Linked DNA regions of Mus musculus: regions 1 and 2 are each linked to region 3. The links are chromatin contacts, called in public Hi-C and HiChIP or PLAC-seq maps. All regions are on one chromosome and are shown on one strand. The core of a region is the stretch at or near the end of the contact, and the rest is flanking DNA. Distances in the headings are between cores, read along the strand shown.

Region 1 (3,110 bases), core at 369-2,868, 930 kb after region 3:
AGGCCTGAGGGGATGGAGCCAGGGGTCCAGATGTATAGGTGACACCAGGCTGAACTGCATCTTATAATACATGCACAGTTCACTGCAGTCTGGGCCACACCCCTAAGTGTGGGCAAAAAGGGGCATGCCCACAGCATGCCTGAGTCTACCCAGGCTCAACCACATGGTGGCTGCCCTCCCAAAAAGGAGCCCCTCTGCCGACACATCACTCCGCTCACCCCCTTTGGAGACAGTGTTTCTCTGTCCCTGTCTTACCTCCTGGACCGCACTTTGTAGACCAGGCTGACCTCAGACTCACAGAGATCCACCTGGCTGGGCCTCCTGAGTGCTAGGACTTAAGGCATCTGCCACCATGCCCAGGTGGACACATCACTTCTATGGGGTTAAGAAGACCAGAGAACAAGGTGGGGGGGTGGGGGGGTCTACCTCTACTGCATTCTAGCAGGCCTGAGCCAAGGCTTGTGGGCCCACCGGCTACCTACACCCCTATCCCAGCAGCTCTAGGTGTGAACAGAAGCTGAGCTCACCTTGCCTCAACAGGCACTCAGTCAAGCCACCACACCCTCCCCACCCCTGGTGCTTAAGGACCCTACTATGACCTGGGCCCTTCTCTATCCCCGCCCAGCCTCCTCTAGCAGTATCTTAAGCCCTCAGCTGCTCCCAGACCGGCATGTTTTTCAAGACCCATTTTTGTCCCTGTTTGCCAGAGGAGGACATGGGACAGAGGGGCGTGGAAGGACCTTCTCTGGACCCTGGCCAGCTCCGGCCGTCCAGACACCCAGGTTTTCTCAACATCGAGTCTAGTAATCGGGAACACTTGAACCCCAGGGGGGAAAAAAAGACACAGAGGTAGTCAGAAGCCACACCCTCAAGTGGTGGGGTGGGAGTGCATCTAGCTTCAGAAGGGACCTAAATGGGACCCTGTGTGACACTTAGGAGTCAGGGGTCACAGTTCAGGACTCTGTGCTGTCAAGACAGGCAAGACTGCTCCGTGGATGGGCTGGGGACCCCAAGGACCCGTAGTGGGGCGTGGGGAGGGCACACAGCTCCCCGACCTCAGCGGGACTTCCCACCCAGCCCGCCAGGGAGCCGCCATCCCGTGCAGGGCCCATCCCAGTAGGGTTAGGGTTCGGGAGCGTCCTCGAGGCCGGGTCCCCGCCGCCCGCAGCCCGGCTCACCCGCGCCCGCAGGCGTGCGGCCGCCTCCATGCGCCGGCCGGCCGGGCCGGGACCCGTGCGCGCCCTCCGCAGCGGCGCCGGCTCCGGGCGGATGCCCGCCGCCCGCCGCCCAGCTATTTATAGCGCCCGGCGTCACGTGGGGGGGCGGTGACCGGCGGGCGACCCGACTCACAGCGGCTCCCGCACCTGCTGCCTAAAGATAGCACGCAAACAAAGGCGCGGCCAGCAGAGGAAGAGGAAGGAGGAAGGGAGAGGACCACCGCGGACCCGCCTGCCATCCCCTCTGCATCCTGCTGGGTAGGAGACCTCCTTCTGCAGAGGGGCCACAAGCCAGGAGGAACCCTTCCAGCTCTCCAGCTTCATATGCGCACACTGAACAGCTACTGTGTGCTCAGCCGCACTAGCCCACACTTCACCTTAAGAGCCACCACTCCCAGACTACAGCTGAAGAACCTGAGGCACTGAACCTACGCACACTCGAGTCACACAAGAGATGGGAGCCGACTCTACACAGGCTCATCTCCAAGGGAACTGACACCCACCCAGCTCTCCTGAAGTCTTCCAGGGCATCCCCTGAGCAGGATCGTCTCCTGGGCTCCACTGACCAGACGGAATCCTGGTTCTGTCCTAGGGCATCCCAGGCAGGAACCCTGTGCTCTCCCGCCCAAGAATGGAGACAGATGTCAGTCCGCACCTGCCCCAGTGGCTGCACCGCCCTGGGAGCCTTCTGGTGCAGGGCTTGAGTTCCAGCTCACAGAATCCCCAGAGGCCTTGCCTTGCTGGGAACCCTGGCCCAAGCCCGGCTCCCAGACAGAGGCCTGGCCCTGCAATCAGTAGTTGGTGCTGGGGAGAGGAATGATCCCTGAAAGGCTGGACCTGAGCCAGGGGAGGGCATGCCCCTAATACTCCCAGAGAGAAGTCTCATTAGCCAACCTTGCACAGCAGAGCCTACTATCCCCCATTCTCCCCCTGGCCCAGGTAAGCAGGGCTGATAACGTCCAGGCTGGAGCATCCCATTGCAGCCCCATCCTGGCTCACCCCCAGAAAGCTAGGCAGCCACCTAAGATCCCCAGAATATGCCACCCTTATAAATCCAGCAGGTTAACGGCATTGTTGCTGACCAGACCCATGGTCTCAGCTGTTCCACTAGTTTCCATCCTGACTGCAGATCCTGAACCCTCCACAAGGCACCAGCCTCCAGCAACACAACAGATACTGAGTAGATGCCCCAAGTCACCCAGCCAGGTAGCTGGACCATGACTGGAGATTTGCCCTCCCCCAGAGACCCTACTGGTCCCAATCCCAGGTGGGTAGGAGAAAGCACATCAAACCATCCCTGGTGGCCCATCAGTTGTCTAGAAAAGGGTTTGTTAGTGACAGGCCCAGCAACGTCTGAGATGCTGCACCAGCCAGGGCTGCAACCGGGGCTCCAAGTGACACCACACACACACACACACACACACACACACACCAGCATGCTGGGGCCTCTAGCTAATCCTGGGGGCACCTGCTACAGCTGGCAGGGCCCCAAGCCTTTCGGAGAAGTCTATATATAACACATCCAGAGCCTTCTTGGAGCCCTCCCAGAGTAACCCATCTCTGGGGCCAGGAGGGGAGACCCTAGCAGGCTCCACCCACGCCAGTCCCTCGGAACTCATCCAAAGCTCTTACACCCCTGTGTCGCACAGTTCCAAGGGTGCAACCCCTCACAAAACAGGCTCCTTAACCCCAGGCTCTCCCCAACCCCCTTGGCTATGTGCCCAGCCCAGGGAAGGCATCCTTAAAGGGAGGGGGAACCTAGCACTGGGCCCCACCCATACCCCACCTCCCACCCAGGCATGGCACCAAGAAGCTCCCGCTTGTTTATGGAAGGAACAAATGACCTGGTGTTCTAGGCAGAGGTCCAGATTGGGGAGCCATCCAGAACCTATC
Region 2 (2,890 bases), core at 136-2,635, 700 kb after region 3:
TCAGTTTTTTGTGACTAAGACAAAATACCTGAGACAAAGAGCAAAGAGGAAGAAAAGATATGCCTCACAGTTCAAAGATTCCAGCCCGTGGTCACCAGGCCCTGTTGCTTTGGGTCTATGGCAGCAGAGTATATCATGGTGGCAGAGAAGGCCTGTTCACCCCTCAGAGCAAGGAAGCTGAGAGAGGGGGTAGGTTCCCCATACTTTTCTTCAAGGGGGCACCAATGACTTAACTTCCTACCACCAGGCCCCACCTCTTAAAGACTCCACCCTCCAATGTCCCTGGCTATGATTAAGTTAGTATATGGGCCTTTGGGGAACATTCCCGACATAACCGTTGCCCATGGGTTTACAGAGAAGAGGTAAAGCCCTGGGGTGCAGAAAGCTCTGTCCTGTGTAAGCTGGAAGGATGAAGAGGGACTAGCAGCTGCAGGCTTGCTCATGAGTATGTCTGTGTGGATGCATCTGTGTGTCTCTCTGTACCCCTAAGTGTACCTATGTGAAAGAGGAGGCCACAGAGGCAGGTGGTGACCCTAAGACAATGACCTAGACTCAGCCTGTTCTGGGACAGTAATTTCCTAGAGTTCATGTGCAGGTGAGATGGTCTCAGGACCTTCCCACCACAGGGCTGGGACAATGTTGTGTGTGTCTGAGATCATGTCATTCTTTCACGGAATACTCAAATTCAGACCCATTTTGTTCCAGGCCTGAGGCCAGCCAGCCAAGGATCTGAAGAGATGGCTCTGGAACCTTGGCCTCCATATCTTACCTCTGTCTCTTCCTCTGTCCTTTGGCCATATTGGCTGGGCCTCCCCATCAGGTCTGTATCCCCAGCCATGACCTTCACAGAAGACCAACAAAATATGTTCCCTTGAGAAAACCCTATAATCATAATTCCCTTAAGATCCATACAGAAATTCCTATGTAGCTTCCCAGAAAGAGCTGTCCATTTCTTTAGCAGGTGTACTGTGATCATGTGCTTAGCAAACAGATACTGAACCCAAAGTCAATACCTACTTCACTTCAGGCCAGTAGCCTCAGACACACCCAGGAATCAGGCCTGGAAGGACCCTAGGTTATCTCCTCCCCTGAGTTCTACTTGGCCTTGTTCACGTGCACACTGCTCCACAGTGACAGCTTGTGATCCTCAGCCTTACTCTAAGGCAAAAAAAGAGCCCTATGCTGAGCTAGTGTGCACCCCAGCCTGGCACATAGTAGGTACTCAATAAAGGAAGGTAGGGAGACAGGCAGGGTAGGGGGAGGTAGAGAGAAGAGAGAGGTCTCCAGTGGTTTTCTCGGAAGCAGCCTTCCCCCTCTCTCCCTCCCCTCTGCCCCCACCCCCGGTTGGCTGGGCTCCCTTGTCCTGAGTCAGCACGCCTGTGCATGTGCCTGTGTGGCCGTGGGTGGTGGCAGTGGGCTGGGACATTCTCATGCCAAGCAGGCTCTGCGCGCGCTGTCCTCGCCGCCTGCACAGTTCTCTCGTTGCTGCGTCTGAAAATGTCAACTTCTTATCTCGCCAGAATTTTTCCTGACTTGGAGAATTCAATAAAGAAGCTGAGTAACACTTAAAATAATAATGAAGCCCGGGGTTGCTGCAACTCCCGGCTGGCTCTGCGGCCAGGCTGCCTTGCCGCCATGATCAATCTTCATTTTCACACCGGGTGCCAGACAGCTCTGCAGGGTGGGGCTGGCCGGAAGCCCTGGGGAATTCACAGGCCACCAGGATGCCCGGGCACTCACCTGCTACTCTGAGCAGCGGGAGAGAGAGGCCATGCTGAACCTAACCTCCCTCACACACCAAGTCACTCCACATCGCAGTACCCCATCACTTACTACACCTGCTTCCCTGTGCCTGGACCCGTGCTGTTCCGTCCACCCAGTGCTAGCATCAAGGAAACTCCTATCTACTCCTCAAAACCCAGCTCAGGGTTCAGATAAGCCTCACTAGTTCTGTAGCCTTTGGACAGAGCAGTGTGCTCAGAGGGGTTTGTGGGTTGGAACCCCTCGGCTGCTTTCCTCTATTTTTGCCACCATGTGTTAACTAGCTAAGCACACTGCAATAGGTATGCAGAGACAAGAGGCTCGCCCAGGATCCAGAGATGCAGCAGCTGAATCCAGAAATAGCTGGGACTGTCTGCTACTACCCAGAAGCCCTTTCGGCCTGAGAGTGCCTAGCTGATAGATGAAGAGACTGGAAACCAGAAGGGAGAGAGAGAGAGAGAGAGAGAGAGAGAGAGAGAGAGAGAGAGAGAGAGAGAGAGAGAGAGAGAGAGAGAAAGAGAGAGCTGCATCCTGACAGAGGCAGCCCTGAACTGGAAGGCCCAGATATCACTATGGGGACGAGGCATGTGAGCTCTGGGTCCTGGCTGCCCTGTGAACTTGGTCGAGTTCACTGACACTGGAGGAGGCCCACTGTGTTCACCTGTGAGATCAGACCATGGTTGTCCAATCAGCAGGGTATATGGCTGGCCCATGCCCACAATGGAGGCCTATGTGAGAGCCAATCAACCTTGCTTGTTGCTCGGGGCTCTCCAGTCCTTCCTCAGTCCCTCAAGGGCCTCGCTGTTTGGTTTGAATCTACTCCAATTTGTCAACAGCTTTCTTTACAGGGGCTCTTACCGAATGTCTGCAAATTGACTCCTAGGCTAATGAGAACCAATTAATCTTCCCTCCTCCCTCCAACCCCGGCCAGCATCAGCCTAGCCCATCTCTCACTGCTCTCTTCTCTAGGCACAGAGCAAGGCCAGGACGAAAAGATCCAGCCTAGAGCAGCCACAGGCCTGAAGTGAGATGAGAACTCTGTGGGAGACCCTAGACCTCACCTATAACAGCAGCAGCCATCCCCAAAAGGAAAGCAAGCCCCAACTTGAAGATTCTTGGATGTTTGTAT
Region 3 (2,992 bases), core at 428-2,927:
ACCTACCCTGTCTCTCTTTATGCTGACAGAAGGGAAGCCTCCTGGAACTAAGGATCATGATTGCAAAGGTGGCAGGGGGTGGAGAGGTGTGTGTGTGTGGATGGTGACATTGGCAACACTGATATGGACAGTGGAGCAATGGTAGGGATGACAGTGGTGACATTGCTGGAGTTGGCAGTATGGAGATCAGGGTGGGGTGAAACTGGGGATGTTTGTGTAGGGGTCAAAATGGAGAGGTAAAGTGGGGTCCTGCCCGTGGTCATGGGCTGATGGGTGATGCTTGGAGATGTGGCAATGGTGGGGATGATAATGGTGAGGATGTGGTAGCAGCTGTGGTGGTCACAGTGTCCATGATGGAGCTCACGGCTGAGAAGTGGTTGTGTTGGTCATCTGATCCCTACAGTGTCTGCTCACTTTTTTTTTTCTTAGAAAGTCCACACAGACGGGCGTGGTGGCGCAAGCCTTTAATCCCAGCACTTGAGAGGCGGAGGCAGGCAGATTTCTGAGTTCGAGGCCAGCCTGTTCTACAGAGTGAGTTCCAGGACAGCCAGGGCTATACAGAGAAAAACCCTGTCTCAAAAAACAAAAAACAAAAAACAAAAAAAAAAACAAAAAAAAAAAGAAAAGAAAGTCCACACAACCTGGGCTCCTCCCCTGTCCTTGGACAGAGAAAGGGCTAGATGTGTGTGTGTGTGGGGGGGGGGGGTTGCTCAACTGGGCAGTTTGGGGCAGACCCTGAACCCATGCACAACCTTTTCCAGTGGGTCGAGGGACCGAGAGTCGTGCCTGGTACCTGTGAGATCCATCAATGGTAGAGACCTGCTTGCCTTAGCTAGAGAACTACAGGAAGTGGGGAGACAACTTGGATCTCCACATGTCTGCAGCTCCACAGGTCACTCACTGGGAGCTGGTTGTCAGTTTCAAAGCCCAGGGCAAAGGCTTGAGAACTCAGATGAGCTGCCTCTGGTAGGAGGAGACATCGGAGAAAGAAAGAGGTCCAGATCCAACACCCTCCCCGCCCAGAGAGAAAACGGAGGAGTCACCAGCCAGAGGAGGGTAACCACGCTTGAAGGCCATTAGGGAGCCAAAAGAGTGGAGGGGACACAGCACTGGCCTCCCCTGCTCAACCTGTGCTCTTTGCCTTCTACCCACAGGCTCCACCTCTAGGAAGCCCTTCCTGGTTCTCTGTGTGAATCTGAACTCTTTCAGGGCACTGTGCTCCATCCCTATTGGTACCCCACTCCCCTTTGTGACAGAATGAGAAATGTCAGGCACAGGAATTCTAAGCATTCTTACCTGTCTGCATCTTGGCGCTGGTGTACGCCCAGCCCAGAGCTCGAACCCTTCAGCCTGAACGCTGTTCCTAGGGATTTATTTACAGGACTGAGGAGCTACTACTGCCCAGGGCCCCCCCACCCGGGGGGCCATCTGCTTTCTCCTGGAACCAGAGCTCTAGGGTACAAGTAAACAAATACCTGATACAAGATCTTTGTGCAGGTCTGGTTTAAGAGTCACAAAGCCACCAATGGCAGGGACAATGTCACCAGTCTCCAGCCAGGGACTCTGGTCCCCACCTCTCCTTCAGGGCAGGGGCTGAGCAGGTGTAGGGCAGGGTGGGCCCTGGGTGGTGGCAGGCTCAGCGCACAGAGCCTTCCTGCGTGGGGAAGCTCCTTGCTGCGTCATGGCTCAGCTATTCTCAGCCTCTCTCCTTTTATGGTGCCGGAAGCAGGCAGGCTGCTGCTGGGCTGGCTCTGGGAGGTATTTAAATGGAATTGCAGAGAACAGCAGGAAAACACAGCCGCCAGGGTGGGGGTGGCAGCCTTGAACGCCACCCTCTAACTGGCATGGGCATCTGAACTCTCAGCTCTGGGGGTGTCTCATCGGCCAGCTGGCAGTAGCCCCCCCAACCCCACCCCTGATGGAGAACTGCTCCTGTATGATCCAGCCCAGTGGGCGCACAGGGAGTTGGTAGGTGGGCACTCAGACTGGCTAGGGCCCCAGTGGAGCAGAGATGAGGGGTGGCTGCCAGCCTCCCACCTCAGCCCAGCCTCCCATGGCTCTTACTCATTCCTGGTTCGTAACTCTGCCCCTACCCCCAGCTCAGCACTGGCTACCTGGATATAGGGAACCCTAATAGTCTTCATTCTTGTCCCTTTGGTAGCCCAAATTCCTGGGCCATCTCTCCAAAGCAGGGACAGCTCACACATCCAGAACACCAGCCACCAAATCATCTCCCCATATCCTGATTCTTTTCTACCCTCTCTACCCTCCATGTCCTCCCCAGGCTGAGGAGGTCCTGGGTACAATGGCCCTGGCTCAAGGCTGGTGTCCTGGCTAGAATAAGGGAGACCTGACTCACCTTGATACCTGGTCTCTGCTACCATCCATGTTCTGCCCCCACATGGACAAAACCCACATGGCCATGTCCTTGGCCTGGAGTAGCACCCTCACACATCTGGCAGTCCCTCTTTATGTCTGGCTGTTGGCTCCTGCATTCCAGTGATGGCTGGAAGCAGGTACACTAGGAAAAGCTAAAGGGGGCTACGACTGTGACATATATGGTTGCACACAAAACACATTTCCAGACCTGTGCAGATACCAAGATTGACCACTCATCTCAGAGACTCTGTGCAGATGCACACAAGATAGACCAAGGCACGCTGTGCCTGGAGACCCTTCCTAGAGGCACAGAATATGGACAGCTATAGGGAGTCAAGGCTTTCTCACTTTAACATAGAGTTGGCATTTGTCAACTGAACAGGAGGGTGGACAGTTGGTCAGAAGGATCCTTGTAGCCACAGGTCCACCCAGTGCTTTCTCAGCCTTCATGAAGAAGAAAGAGGAGGAGGAAGAGGAGGAAGAGGAGGAGGAGGAGGAGGAGGAAGAAGAAGAAGAAGAAGAAGAAGAAGAAGAAGAAGAAGAAGAAGAAGAAGAAGAAGAAGAAGAAGAAGAAGAAGAAGAAGAAGAAGAAGAAGAAGACAAGGAAGAGGAA

The links. A called contact is a pair of places that touch in the nucleus more often than the background predicts. HiChIP or PLAC-seq counts read pairs in DNA pulled down with a chosen protein or histone mark.
Region 1: a contact with region 3 is called in an H3K27ac HiChIP or PLAC-seq map of embryonic stem cells, with 3 times the contacts expected there. The contact joins the promoter of Ptp4a3 here to the enhancer-like site in region 3. A contact is called at or near these places in 3 of 115 datasets of contacts at active chromatin or transcription factors (double positive thymocytes, embryonic stem cells and forebrain).
Region 2: a Hi-C map of cortical neurons shows a contact between it and region 3, with 4 times the contacts expected there. The contact joins two enhancer-like sites. A contact is called at or near these places in 1 of 39 promoter capture datasets (hippocampal neurons), 6 of 484 Hi-C or Micro-C datasets (cerebellar granule neurons, cerebellum, cortical neurons and 2 more) and 2 of 115 datasets of contacts at active chromatin or transcription factors (both in embryonic stem cells).

The regions. Positions count from the first base shown.
Region 1 is chr15:73,746,534-73,749,643 of GRCm38.p6, reverse strand. Ptp4a3 (protein tyrosine phosphatase 4a3) reads right to left here and starts at 1,618. Exons shown (of 6, transcript NM_008975.3): 1 at 1,179-1,618.
Region 2 is chr15:73,981,071-73,983,960 of GRCm38.p6, reverse strand. No RefSeq gene overlaps it. Among named protein-coding and RNA genes, the nearest start is that of Gm32355, 7.5 kb to the left of the region's middle. Within about 2 kb of position 1,385, at least 35 of the 459 cell types and tissues checked have an H3K27ac peak or open chromatin away from gene starts, as enhancers often do. A contact at or near this core is called in cortical neurons and stem cell-derived motor neurons, where this site is marked.
Region 3 is chr15:74,678,011-74,681,002 of GRCm38.p6, reverse strand. It overlaps Gm32994 (a long non-coding RNA gene), which reads right to left. Exons shown (of 5, transcript XR_003951652.1): 3 at 1,297-2,992. Among named protein-coding and RNA genes, the nearest start is that of Gm32994, 6.5 kb to the right of the region's middle. Within about 2 kb of position 1,677, at least 164 of the 459 cell types and tissues checked have an H3K27ac peak or open chromatin away from gene starts, as enhancers often do. A contact at or near this core is called in cortical neurons, embryonic stem cells, forebrain and 1 more, where this site is marked.